2 separate regions of the Rattus norvegicus genome follow, and region 1 is linked to region 2. The links are chromatin contacts, called in public Hi-C maps. All regions are on one chromosome and are shown on one strand. Each heading gives the region's core, a stretch centred on a gene start, on an enhancer-like site or on the middle of the called end of the contact. The rest is flanking DNA. Distances are from core to core; before and after follow the strand shown.

Evidence for each region. A called contact is a pair of places that touch in the nucleus more often than the background predicts.
Region 1: a contact with region 2 is called in a Hi-C map of the A7r5 cell line, with 2.7 times the contacts expected there. The contact joins two enhancer-like sites. A contact is called at or near these places in 1 of 12 Hi-C or Micro-C datasets (the A7r5 cell line) and 1 of 1 datasets of contacts at active chromatin or transcription factors (oligodendrocytes).

The regions. Positions count from the first base shown.
Region 1 is chr11:71,718,988-71,724,599 of GRCr8, forward strand. No RefSeq gene overlaps it. Among named protein-coding and RNA genes, the nearest start is that of Gap43, 160 kb to the right of the region's middle. Within about 2 kb of position 2,089, at least 12 of the 93 cell types and tissues checked have an H3K27ac peak or open chromatin away from gene starts, as enhancers often do.
Region 2 is chr11:71,419,531-71,425,362 of GRCr8, forward strand. No RefSeq gene overlaps it. Among named protein-coding and RNA genes, the nearest start is that of Zbtb20, 130 kb to the left of the region's middle. Within about 2 kb of position 1,816, at least 37 of the 93 cell types and tissues checked have an H3K27ac peak or open chromatin away from gene starts, as enhancers often do.

The DNA of each region.
Region 1 (5,612 bases), core at 839-3,338, 300 kb after region 2:
AGAGACTTGATGATCCAGAGTGGTGGGATACCCAGTGGGGTTGGGAAACCCTCTCAGAGGCAAAGGGGAGGGGGCATGGGGGAAGAACTCTGCAAGGGGGAACCAGGAGAAGGGGCAGCATTTGGGATGTAAATAAACAAAATAAACTTTAAACGAAGAATGTCTAAGTCAGTCAGCATTTCTTAGAGAAACAGAACCAACAGGAAATAGGTAGGCAGATGGATAGAAGCGATAGATAGATAGATAGATAGATAGATAGATAGATAGATAGATAGATAGATAGATAGATAGATAGTTGGATGGGTAGAGAGATAAGATAGATAGATAGATAGATAGATAGATAGATAGATAGATAGATAGATAGACAGACAGACAGACAGACAGACATTTTGAAGTACTGGCTTATCAGATTATGGTTGCTGAGAAGAGCCATGATTTGTTGTCTATGAAGGAGAAACTTCATATCACTCAGAGGAAATCTAGTCTCATTTCAAAGTCCTGAGAACCAGAGGAACTAATCCTAAGTCCCAGGGCCAAGAATACAGATTATTTTTATCTAATGATAGGGAAAGATGGATGCTGCCATGGTGACAGGAGAGAGAAAATCTACTTTCTTTCATCTCGTGGTCTATTTAGAACCTCAACAGACTGAATGGCAAGTGTGGTCTTATTTATTCAGTCTACTAATGAAAACACTAGTCTCTCTCTCTCTCTCTTTTTTTTTTTACTGTGACCAACTTTATTAATCTTAGAAGAGGAAGCCAATACTAGTCTCTTAAATCCATCTTCACAAGCATACCTCACAACAGTGTTTTACCAACTATAGTCCCTACCAAGTAACAAGTGACTTATACATATGCACGTGCCCCACCCCACACACATATGCACATGCACACAGAAACCACATGAATAGCTATTTGCAATGTTGCAAGAGGGAGGAGAATTGAACTAAAAAGTAAAATTGAACTAAAAATTAACTAAGTTTTGAGTACACACTGAAACTAAAGTGTTGGGTCCTAGTTATCCAGGTAAGTATGTTTTGTAGCCAGTTCGAATAGTTGACTTTTGATAGTAGCGTCTGAATGAACAGCATGGGGGTTGTGACTGACAGTTAGAGGTGAGGTGATGATAAATGAGGAGAAGCCTAAGAAAGTAGCTCTTACCGAAACTCACAGTTCGACTATACGAGGAGAGAGAAGAGCCAGCCATGAAGACAAAGGACCCCTCACCAGGGTTAGAGAGCTGAAGAGAGCTGTGTGATAGAGCGAAGGGAAGACTGAGCATGAAGGGGCTGGTGCTGAACAGGATGGACGTCAGACAGACAGAAGATTGAGCACAGGGAGGGCCTGATGAATCGAGGTTACTGGGACAGGTGAGAAAGAATTTGTTGCTCAATCAGAATGAGGAGGTAATTATATTGGTCTGTGCCTTAAGGGTATAGTCAACGGAAGGCAAGAACTTGACCTGTTTTAGTGAACCACACTCTTTATTCATATTTAAAAACAATGGGGAGGTGAGATTCATCTAAGAGAATTTCGTGTCCCAATAATATTTTCTAGAACTTTCTCATCATTTGTGGAAGATAAGCTGATGGTAGAAATGTGTCTTTTTAGCTTTGCAAACTAAAATGTACAGTTCCCTAAGTCGCCTTTTCATCAGTATTCACTTTACATTTTCCTTAGCATGTCTTCTTTCTGTGCTGACAGGAAGAAGAGGGGAAAAAAAACCATGCTAATTGACTGAAATAAACATGGAATTTCTAAGACTGCCTATCTACACCATTTCTCTGCTGGCTTTTCATGGGTAACAGAGTGTCTAATGTTCAGGGACAAGAGGCTTCAGACCACGGGGTGCCTGCCAGCTCTCCAGAGGGCAGAAACCCACATTTGCATGCATATGAATGAGGCCAGGAATAGGCTGAGAGATAAAAAATGGAGCAGTTGCTAGAACTGTGCACTGTGCAAAGGGACTGTACTCCCCTGGTGGAGGGGGAATTTGGACACCGGATAGGGAGAGTACATAATGGTGTTAGAAAAGAGCTATTCAGTGGCATGATATATTTTCCCAGCATGCTATGCCAAGGCAGCACGTTGTTTAATTGTGAAAAGTATGAGACCCAGTAACTCCTCTCACCTTCTAAAAATGCTTAGCCTTGCAGAAGGAAAATTTGGCATCCATTTCTATTCATTTCAAGGGATGAAAGAAAAGGCCATTGTAGAGATGTATTGATCTTTGGAAAGGTCAGGTGAAGATTCATAGGTCAAGGTGCTACTTCTGAACAGTTAAGAGGAGATGTGAAGGGATGGTCCATAGGGAAAATATACTAAAATAAAAACAAAGGAATATTCCATGTGCACAATCAAGAACATTTGTGACCTTTTAAAATGTGAAGCAGCTAGGATTACATATGTTTATGTGTGCATGTGCATATGTATTTATATATGTGTACACATATGTAGAACATTACTACTATTAGCTTTAAAATAGAAGCCCATTTCAGGAAATAAATTCTATAAACCATAACAGGTAGAAATATATATTTATTTCATTGTATAGCCTTGAAATTGGAAAAAGAAAAACATATCAAGAAATTTAAGGAGTAGAGATCAAAAGCAAAAATGAAAAGAGTGAAGCAGTAGATATATAAAGTAGAAAGTGGGAGTGGAAGGGGAAAAATTAAGAAACAAAACAAAGGAGAAAGAATGAAGAATGGCTATGAGAGATATTACCACTACTGACACTGAACATGTCCAGCGTCTATATCCCCAAAGTTTTGTAAAGAGCTAAGAGGGCAGGTGAGCAATGCAGTGGACAGGAGGACATTGCATACCAAGCATTCTGACATGAGCAAGCTCTTTGGAGATCTTTTATTCTTTCCCATATTGTTCTTTGGTTAAGGGGCCCAGACTGGATCTGTTCAGTGACCCTTTAAAATGAGAACAAACAGCTTAGATCAGTTCTTCAGAGTTTGAATTCTATTGTGTTTCATTTTCCAAGTTCACAGCAAATGTTTGAAATAATAGTTTCTCTTGGGGTCTTTGAAGTTTATTCTTACACGTGAAGGGATGGCCACATTCCAGAGGGTGACCGCTAAGCCTTAGTGACTCAGAATATCGTTCTAGAAGTTGGCTGCAAACAGTTCACTCTGTTGCTTTCCCTTTTGAGCTTAAACTCTTTGTACACTATGCGTATCTAAGTTAGAATGGTACCTAACTGGATCCAACCACACATCCTCCCATTCTCCCTGCGTAAGGCTTACTTTATAGTCTATAACTCTAGAAGCACCTTGCTTGTAGTGTGCTGGAGGAAGGATGTCTCTATCTTTGAATCACCTTCTGTGAAACAAACTAAATTCATTAGAATGGTACATATTGTCTCAATTGGAACTAAAAATGTGTGTACCTTAGACTATGCAACGCCTATCTTTTTTTCTAAAATGGTGACATGCTGACCACAAACTTCTAAAGAATTAAATATCTATATACTACATGTATGTAATTTTATTTTTGCCATTTTAAAAATATTTAGATTATAATTTCCATACCAGGAAGACCCTGTTCTCTCTTAGATGTCTCCCAGAAGGCAAAGCACACATGTCCATTTTATCTTTGCATAGGACCAATCTATGCACTGTTCCCCTCAAACAACTTCTGAGAAAAAACTGGATGCATATATAAATGTCCACTCAGCATACTTTGCATATTTATAAATGCATCTATAGCTGAACTCTTTCTAGGCCATTGGAAGTTAGCCTTTCATTTTGTGTTCTTGACCAAAGAAGGTACACACTGTTCTACAAATGCTATTAATACATGAGATCTCTTCTATCATGTTCATAAGCAGATTTTTTTTAATGATGTTTTCTCAACCCTGACCTTTCTTCTTGCCATTATTTTATCTTCTGGGAAACAGGTAAGGACTCTCCTGGACAAAAGGAACTCTGCCCTGCCTGTGTTAGCACACTGAATTGTGGCCCAGGTTAAAGTAGTTCTTGTATTGTGCGCCTCTGACAAAGTGCTCCTGGCTCCACAAATGCTTCTCACTCCTGCACAGGGTATGGTCTAAAGAAGATACAAAACATGGACTGCCAGGCAGTCAGCCCAGCATTTTGTTTTCATATAAAAAATGTTTCATTAGAACATAAAGCATCTTATGCCATTTGAGGGTTGGGGGTTGATTTCCTTTTATTAGCAACAAAGGTAAAGATTTTAGGAGAGACTACTTGGTCAATAAAACATAGGGTTTACTATCTGGCCCTTCATGCTAAGATTGTGCCCGTCCTTAGGGCACAAATCAGTGTTAAGTGACTGTTTTACTACAGAAACGAAGCTTAACATAGATTCTGAGCACTAGAAGAAATCTGAATTCCACGGTACCTTATTTAAAACGTCTCAGTGGTATGAAGGATCTTAGATGTCGTGAAGGCTAACTGCCAGCCAACAAGAATGCAGGAAGATATTTGTCTTTCTGCTTCATGAAGAGGCTAAGCTGATGAGACTGAGAGCAAGAAACACCTGGCTGAGGGACTCACTTGTCCACTTAGGAGAACTGGAAAACATCTGACTCACACATTGTAAGTGTAACCAGGACATTAAGGAGAGCCGTATGTGTTTCTGCTGGAGACTACATGTCCATGGCCCAGCATTTTCAGCCTTCATTCATAAGTAAGTGGAAATTGTTCTTTGTGTCTCAAGTTGTCATCTTTCCTCAGAGTAGTCATGTGCTGGGCAATACTGTGCCTTGATGTTGGACAATGACAGAGAGCCACAGCTTCCCTCAGCTAAGCAATGACAAGGGTGAACTGTGGTGTTTGATAGGTGTAGGAAGTCTAATTTTGCTTCATTGGGATGTTAAATCATCTCAAGCTTAGGAGCATCACACACATACAAACACATGTGTGTACATACATATGCATATACATGTATATGCTCAGACACATAATTTAATATGAATATAGTTTTTAATATATTAATTTTAAAAGAAAAAGAGGATTTCCTTTGAAAAGTTATAAACTGTTTATGTGAGTTTTCCATATTTATAATTTTTTCATTGTATATGATTGTTAAACAATATTTCCTTATACATATCTATTTTACATTGTTTATATTCCCCCAACACTATCCCTTCTCATCATTCCAGTTCTATTATTCCCTTTTATTCCTTTATAACAGCCATACTTTAATTCCATGCACACATAACTGATTCTATATGTCCATTAAAAATCTAAGAACGCTGTATGAGAGAAAACATAAAATATTTGTTTTGTGAGACTGGTTTAATTTTCTTAATGTGATTATCTTTAGTTGTATCAATTTTCCTATAAATATTAGAACTCCAATGTCTATAACAATGCATATACATATGCCTTATTGATGACTGTGACAGAATACCTAGGTCACTCCCATATTTTCCTATATACCTAGTGTTGTATAAACATTACCATGAAAGTATTGCTGTGACAGGTTCACTAGGAACCCTGTGGGTAAGACCTAAGAGTGTCAGCAAAGTGATAATCTAGAAATTAATGAGCTTCCTTAGTGGGTAGGTAAAATAATTTACAAAGAAAGAAGTTTAAAAAGAAAGAAAATGAAATACCTGAGTCATTGAGTAAA
Region 2 (5,832 bases), core at 566-3,065:
AAATCCTATGTCTGAAGAAGTTATATGCCCGAGCTGGTAGATTGCTGTGATTATCTATTTAAGCAGACATAATGTGCCTATCAAATGTCTTCTCAACCTTTCTGTTTATTCCTATAGCTTGGTGCTACAGTTGTCAAGGGCAGCTTCTCGGGTAGGGGTTGAAGTTGTTGTAGAGACTCATAACTAATCAAACTTCTAAGAGTAAGTGACTGTCGCTATGACATAGCAGCCCAGGGACTCAGTAATAAATGGAAGAAAACAATTACACAAATATATCATCTCCTCAATACTTGGAGAACATTGCAGAAGAGAGGACAGACATTTAAGAAACAGATGCAGGGGTGGAGTGTTGTATAGCTGTCTTTCGTGGGTTGGAACATTCCTTCATGGAAAAATGGAAGAGGTTCATGAAACTCAGAAGGCTCACACAGTCTCCCTTAAAGTTATATAAGCTATAAATAATTGCCAGCAGACTCCTCCCTGACATTAGCTGCCTGAAAGTTGCGCACAGGGACTCTAGTAATGGTGTTTTCCTGAGTTGTTGGATGTGTTTGTTTGGAATTTTTAAGTGATTCAGCTGCTTTTGAGTCGCCCACAGTCTGGAAGCAGACCTTTCCTATTTATCTATAACTGACCCCTGTAAACTCATGGCTCTACCATGTTGGGTATGAATGTGTAGTTTCTTTGGCTTCTCACTACTTCATTTGGGCTGCATGGAGTTGGTTTTTTGTTTTTATAAATCTCATCAGTTTCCTAGAGCTAAATCTATTTCCTAAATTTTAAGAATTGAGAGGGGGAAAAAAAGCAGAACAAATTAAATCTTGGAGAAAACAAAGTGAAAAGAAAATTGAAGACAGGAGTAGAAATCAAGGAATTAATATCAGAAAATAAAAAACAATAACAAAAAAATAAAGAAAAAAGGGAGAAAAAAGAAACTAAAAACTAGTTGTTCTCAAAGACTGATATCACCAATAAGCATCTTATATAACTGAAAAAGGAAGGAAAATACAAGATGTAAAGTTACTAATATTGTGTATGAGAGGGAAACATTGTTACTGGCTCTATAGGCAGGAAAAGGATAGGGGATTATTTCCAACAATTTTATATATGCCTACATATTTGATAACTGCAGTAAAGAATACATTTCCCAAAAGCCAGAAATTATCATAGCTTATAAAATTATCATAGCTTACAGATGATCTTTCTGTCTATGAAATAAATCAAGTTAGTAGTTAAATTTTGCTTACTAAAACTTTAAGAAAAAAATTGCCAAGTCTATGTAAAATAAAGGGAATATTCAATATACTCTACCTTGATGCATAAAACAGCAAAAAAAAAAACAATACAAATAAAGAAACCTATCAATATAAAAGTGAGAATCTAAAGTCATCAATAAAATATTAGAAAAAACAAAATAATGCATCATGATTTAAATGGGTTTTATTCTGAAATGTAGAAACGGCTCCGCATTTGAAATCAATCGCCATACTCATAGTCTCAGAAGAGTAGTGTGGGAAAAATCTCATGATCTTTATCATAGTTGCCCTGACTTCTCATTTGACAAAATTCAGTGTCCATTCATGGCTTAAAATATCAACAAAGGAGATAGCAAAATTCACAGTGAATTAAGGAATTGGTAAAGCTGCATCTTCCTGATACCAGACACATGAAATGTGCAGAGTCTGTGTCGAGTGGAATCTTCTCTCTGCTAAGAAGGAAACAAAAGCAACATCCACTCATCACTCTCAACATTACCGCAGGGCTCTGGCTCCTGCAGTAAAGCAGAAACAGGGACCTGTGTGTGAATGGGGCAGTGTGGTTAGGCATCAGATGCTCCATGGCCAGTGAAAGAAACCATTCAAATGGCTACACACTGTGTCATTGGTATCATATTCTGGGAAAGCCAAATTTATAAGGCCAGAAAACAGACTACATCATTGGCTGGACTTGGAGGGAGAGTCGGGCCACAAAGTAACAGAGGAGTTTTGTAGGACAATAAAATTGTTCTCTGTCCTATTTTTGACAGATATTATACAACCATGTACATTTGCCACAACCAATAGAATAGTTTCTGAGAAAGGATTTATGTTTCCTATGTCTTACAAGAAAAGAAAACCCCACAGATAGAAACTGTTTGAAATGAAGAAGGAGAGGGTTTTTTTTTTCTCTTGTTCTGTAACTACATATTTTTTTCAGACATCAACATGTACTTCTACTCTTTGTAGTCCTGCTATTTTCATCTGCTTTTTTTTAGAAGAGATGGGTGAAAAATATCCTGAATGCCCTTCATATATTAGCAGAGTGACCCAGGACTGTTCAAATTCAATTTCCACTTTTTTTTCCCTCAAGTTTAAAGGTTTTTAATCCCTTGCAGGTCAATCTTGAGTGGGGCATGGAAACAAGCAGTTCTCTAACTACACCTGAGAAAATCGACTTATTTTCTGAAAGACATTTTTATGTATTTGTTGAGCACTATGTCCCATATTTTGAGAAATACAGTTGTAGGCACTTGTCTGCCTAATTGCAGTTAAATCATTCAAGACTTTAATCAAGATAAATAGCTCTGCTCACCTTCTCTCATGCTTTGAGATTAGTTTCCAACCTTTTCCCCTCTAATACTTATAAAGATGCAGATTATGATTTGAAAATTAATTATACAATGTTAAGAATCAGTAACGTGTTTTGTTTCACTTGAGGTTTTGCATTCCCGCATAATAACGTTCAATGGCACCACGATGATCCCAGAGAACATTGTATCATATTTGCCTTATCTTTGTGCCTCAGACCTCAAAAGGACACCCAACAAATGACTTAAAAAGAAGCGCTGTGAATGATGGAATGGACCTTAGGATGTGAAAACAGGAGGGCTCCATGTTCAAAGCCAGTCTGGACTGCAATAAACAAAATAAGACCTTTCCTCAAAACACCGAAGGGATAAGATAAGAACTGTGTGATATAATGTGGGACAGAGGCAGAATTCATTTCTGTTGTACACTTTTAAATTCGGGAATGGGAAATGGGATTAAGGAGTAACTGAGGGAATGACAGGATGCTGCACAAGTAGAAAATGCAACAGAAGTCCAACCATGGTTTTTCTCTCTCCAGAGCATTCCTGTTATAGCTTGAGAGGAGGCAGTTATAACTCACGCTGAGTTATAATTTACCTCTAATCCCCTTCCTTATGACATTTGATGAAATGACAAACAATACGGGGGGAACGTGCGAAAATAAAGAGCAAGATGGTTTCTAAAAGTGTAATGTGTTTTACAGGATCAAAATAAAAACAGATTCAAAGGGGAGGTCATCAATGGCGGCACCGCGATTAACGCGGCATCTGAAATCATACCAGTGATAATTAAAACCATTTCTTCTGGAGACACTTCCAATACAGGGAGCTCCTCTCTCCTCAGGAAACTTCACAGTGTTTTGTTGATGACAAACGGGTGTAATAAAAATAAAGACACATTAAAATGGATTTTTTTTTACAATTGTGATTCTTAAACACTTAGCACTGCTATGAAAGAGATACAATCAACTTATATATTCATACTATCCTATTTTAGCACTGCTTTACAAACAACCAAGAACAGACAACAATCACCCGTGTTAGAAAAATCTCAACATCTTCTGTGAATGAATCGTGTTGCAAATACTTTCTATGATGATTTTTGAGTTATTGTTTACTCTTTGTTTCTTCTTCCCCTTCCTCTTTCTCTTCTTCTTTGTTTTTGTTTTTGTTTGTGTGTTTTGTTTCTTTGAGACAGGGTTTCTCTGTGTAGTTCTGGGTGTCCTGGAACTCGCTCTGTACATCATGTTGGCCTCAAACTCAGAGATCGACCTGCCTCTGCCTCCCAAGTGCTGGGATTAAAGGCATGTGGTACCATTTTCAGTTATTGTTTCTCATTATCTTATTTTTTAATTTACAAAAAAGTTAGAAACTATAATAAAACTTCAAAAAGAAGCTGATACAGTTTGCTGTAAAGATGATCGCTTTGAAGTTAAAACAATGAGAAGAGAAAGTGCAAGAGGTGTATTTCTGTCCCCACCAGCAGGGACCCAGTTATTCAGGGTCCCGAAGAGGCTTTCTACCTGTGGGCCAAATGAGGGTGAAGAGAAGAAGGAGACCAAGCAAGATTCTGTTGTCAAGGTCTCATTTATTGAGAGAAATGTACAGCATTTAAAGCTCTGAGGCAGGAATAGAAGCATGAACTGAAGCTTAGGGTGGGGGAGTTTGGGAAGTGCCCAAGGATATAAGGTGAATCCCTACACTGCAAGATACCCTCCTATAACAAAGAGGCAACAGTCTTCCAGGGACATTTTCTTTGAAAAGGTCGAACCCTTCTCAGGAATCTGCTCAGGGACATCTGGTGTTTTGCTCAGGCTGAAACATCCTGTCATTGCTCCCAGGGTCTTCCTGGGAGAGGCTTTAGTTCAACAATCTCATGTTTGTATGGCAGTCATTTCAAGGTTGAACCTCTGAGGCCATGCAGCCCAGAGTCATGTAGCCACCTTGAGCTATGCAGTCACAAAGTGGCCAGGCCCAAATCCAATATGGCTCACTACATATTTCAGCATCATTTATGATCTGCAGTGAGGATCTATAAATCACTGGGGAAAATAGACTTGCACACAACTAGATACAAGGACATTGCTGAATGAGAATATGAACTATTCATGATGCCTGCTTCTCTTTTACCATCCACTGTTGTCATCACGATAGCATTTCTACAACAGCATACTGTCGTCCTGGAAGATAAGAGCTACAGAGAACATTACAGTTCACTCTAGAAGCTTCCAGAAAGACCTACCAGCTATTTAATAGAAACTGTCAGAGGTAGTTTAATTTTCTAAAATTCCAGAACTCTCTGCTTCGAAGTATCTGCTTTTCTATGTCTATTGATAAGAGAAAATTTCTCAGATATCCTAGGTTGAATTGTAAGAGCCTCAGGATGGAGGAAGAGTAAGAGTTCTTAGTCAGTTAACTAACTTGGGAAGAATCTATTCAACATCCCCGAACCTCTGCTCAAACCTCGGGTGACTAACCACCAGACACCATTACATCCCACTCACAACTCCGACTGTCTAGAAGTCACAGTTACTCTTCTAGACTGCCTGTTCTGGAACTTGCTGTGACGATCTGTGAAGCTCCTGAGTGCTGGAGGTCGAAACATTCCCTGGGAGATCCCATCTGAGAGATTTTACGCGCACACCCTGCCTGCCCTCCCTGGTGTTGGAAAAGAAAGTGTTTACAGTTCTGCCCAGAAGAGTAAAACTAAATCTCATCTCTTTTTTCTAACCACTTCTGGTTTCTGGATATTCTTTTGAAAATGTAGGTTTTTAAAATGAACTTGCGGGTCCCCGTGCTCTCACAGTTATGAGCTTCAGACTCTATCTAATTTAGTAAATACCATTTTCATGTTATTTTGACCCTCTTGTCTACAAGGTAGAGCCATTTAGCAAGTTATAGGCTTGTGTGAGTGACTTGTCTCATTGCTGTGACAAGACAACTTAGGGAAGGGAGAGGTCTGTTTCATCTTCCAGCTTTGGGGGTTATAGTTCGTTATGGAAGATATGACAGCAGGGATAGGAAGGAGGTGGCTGTCACAGTGTGGTCGCAGTCCGGAAGCAGAGAGGGATGGCTGCCTATAATTACCTCATGTTGTTTTCATTCAGCCTTGAACCTCTGTTGCTGTGATAAAAATACCACGGCCAAAATCAACTTGAGAAGGAAAGAGTTTAGCTTACAATTACATGGTACATTCTCTTGCTGAGGAAAGTCAAGGCAGGAACTCAAAACAATGTAGGCACCTGGAGGCAGGAGTTGATGAACAG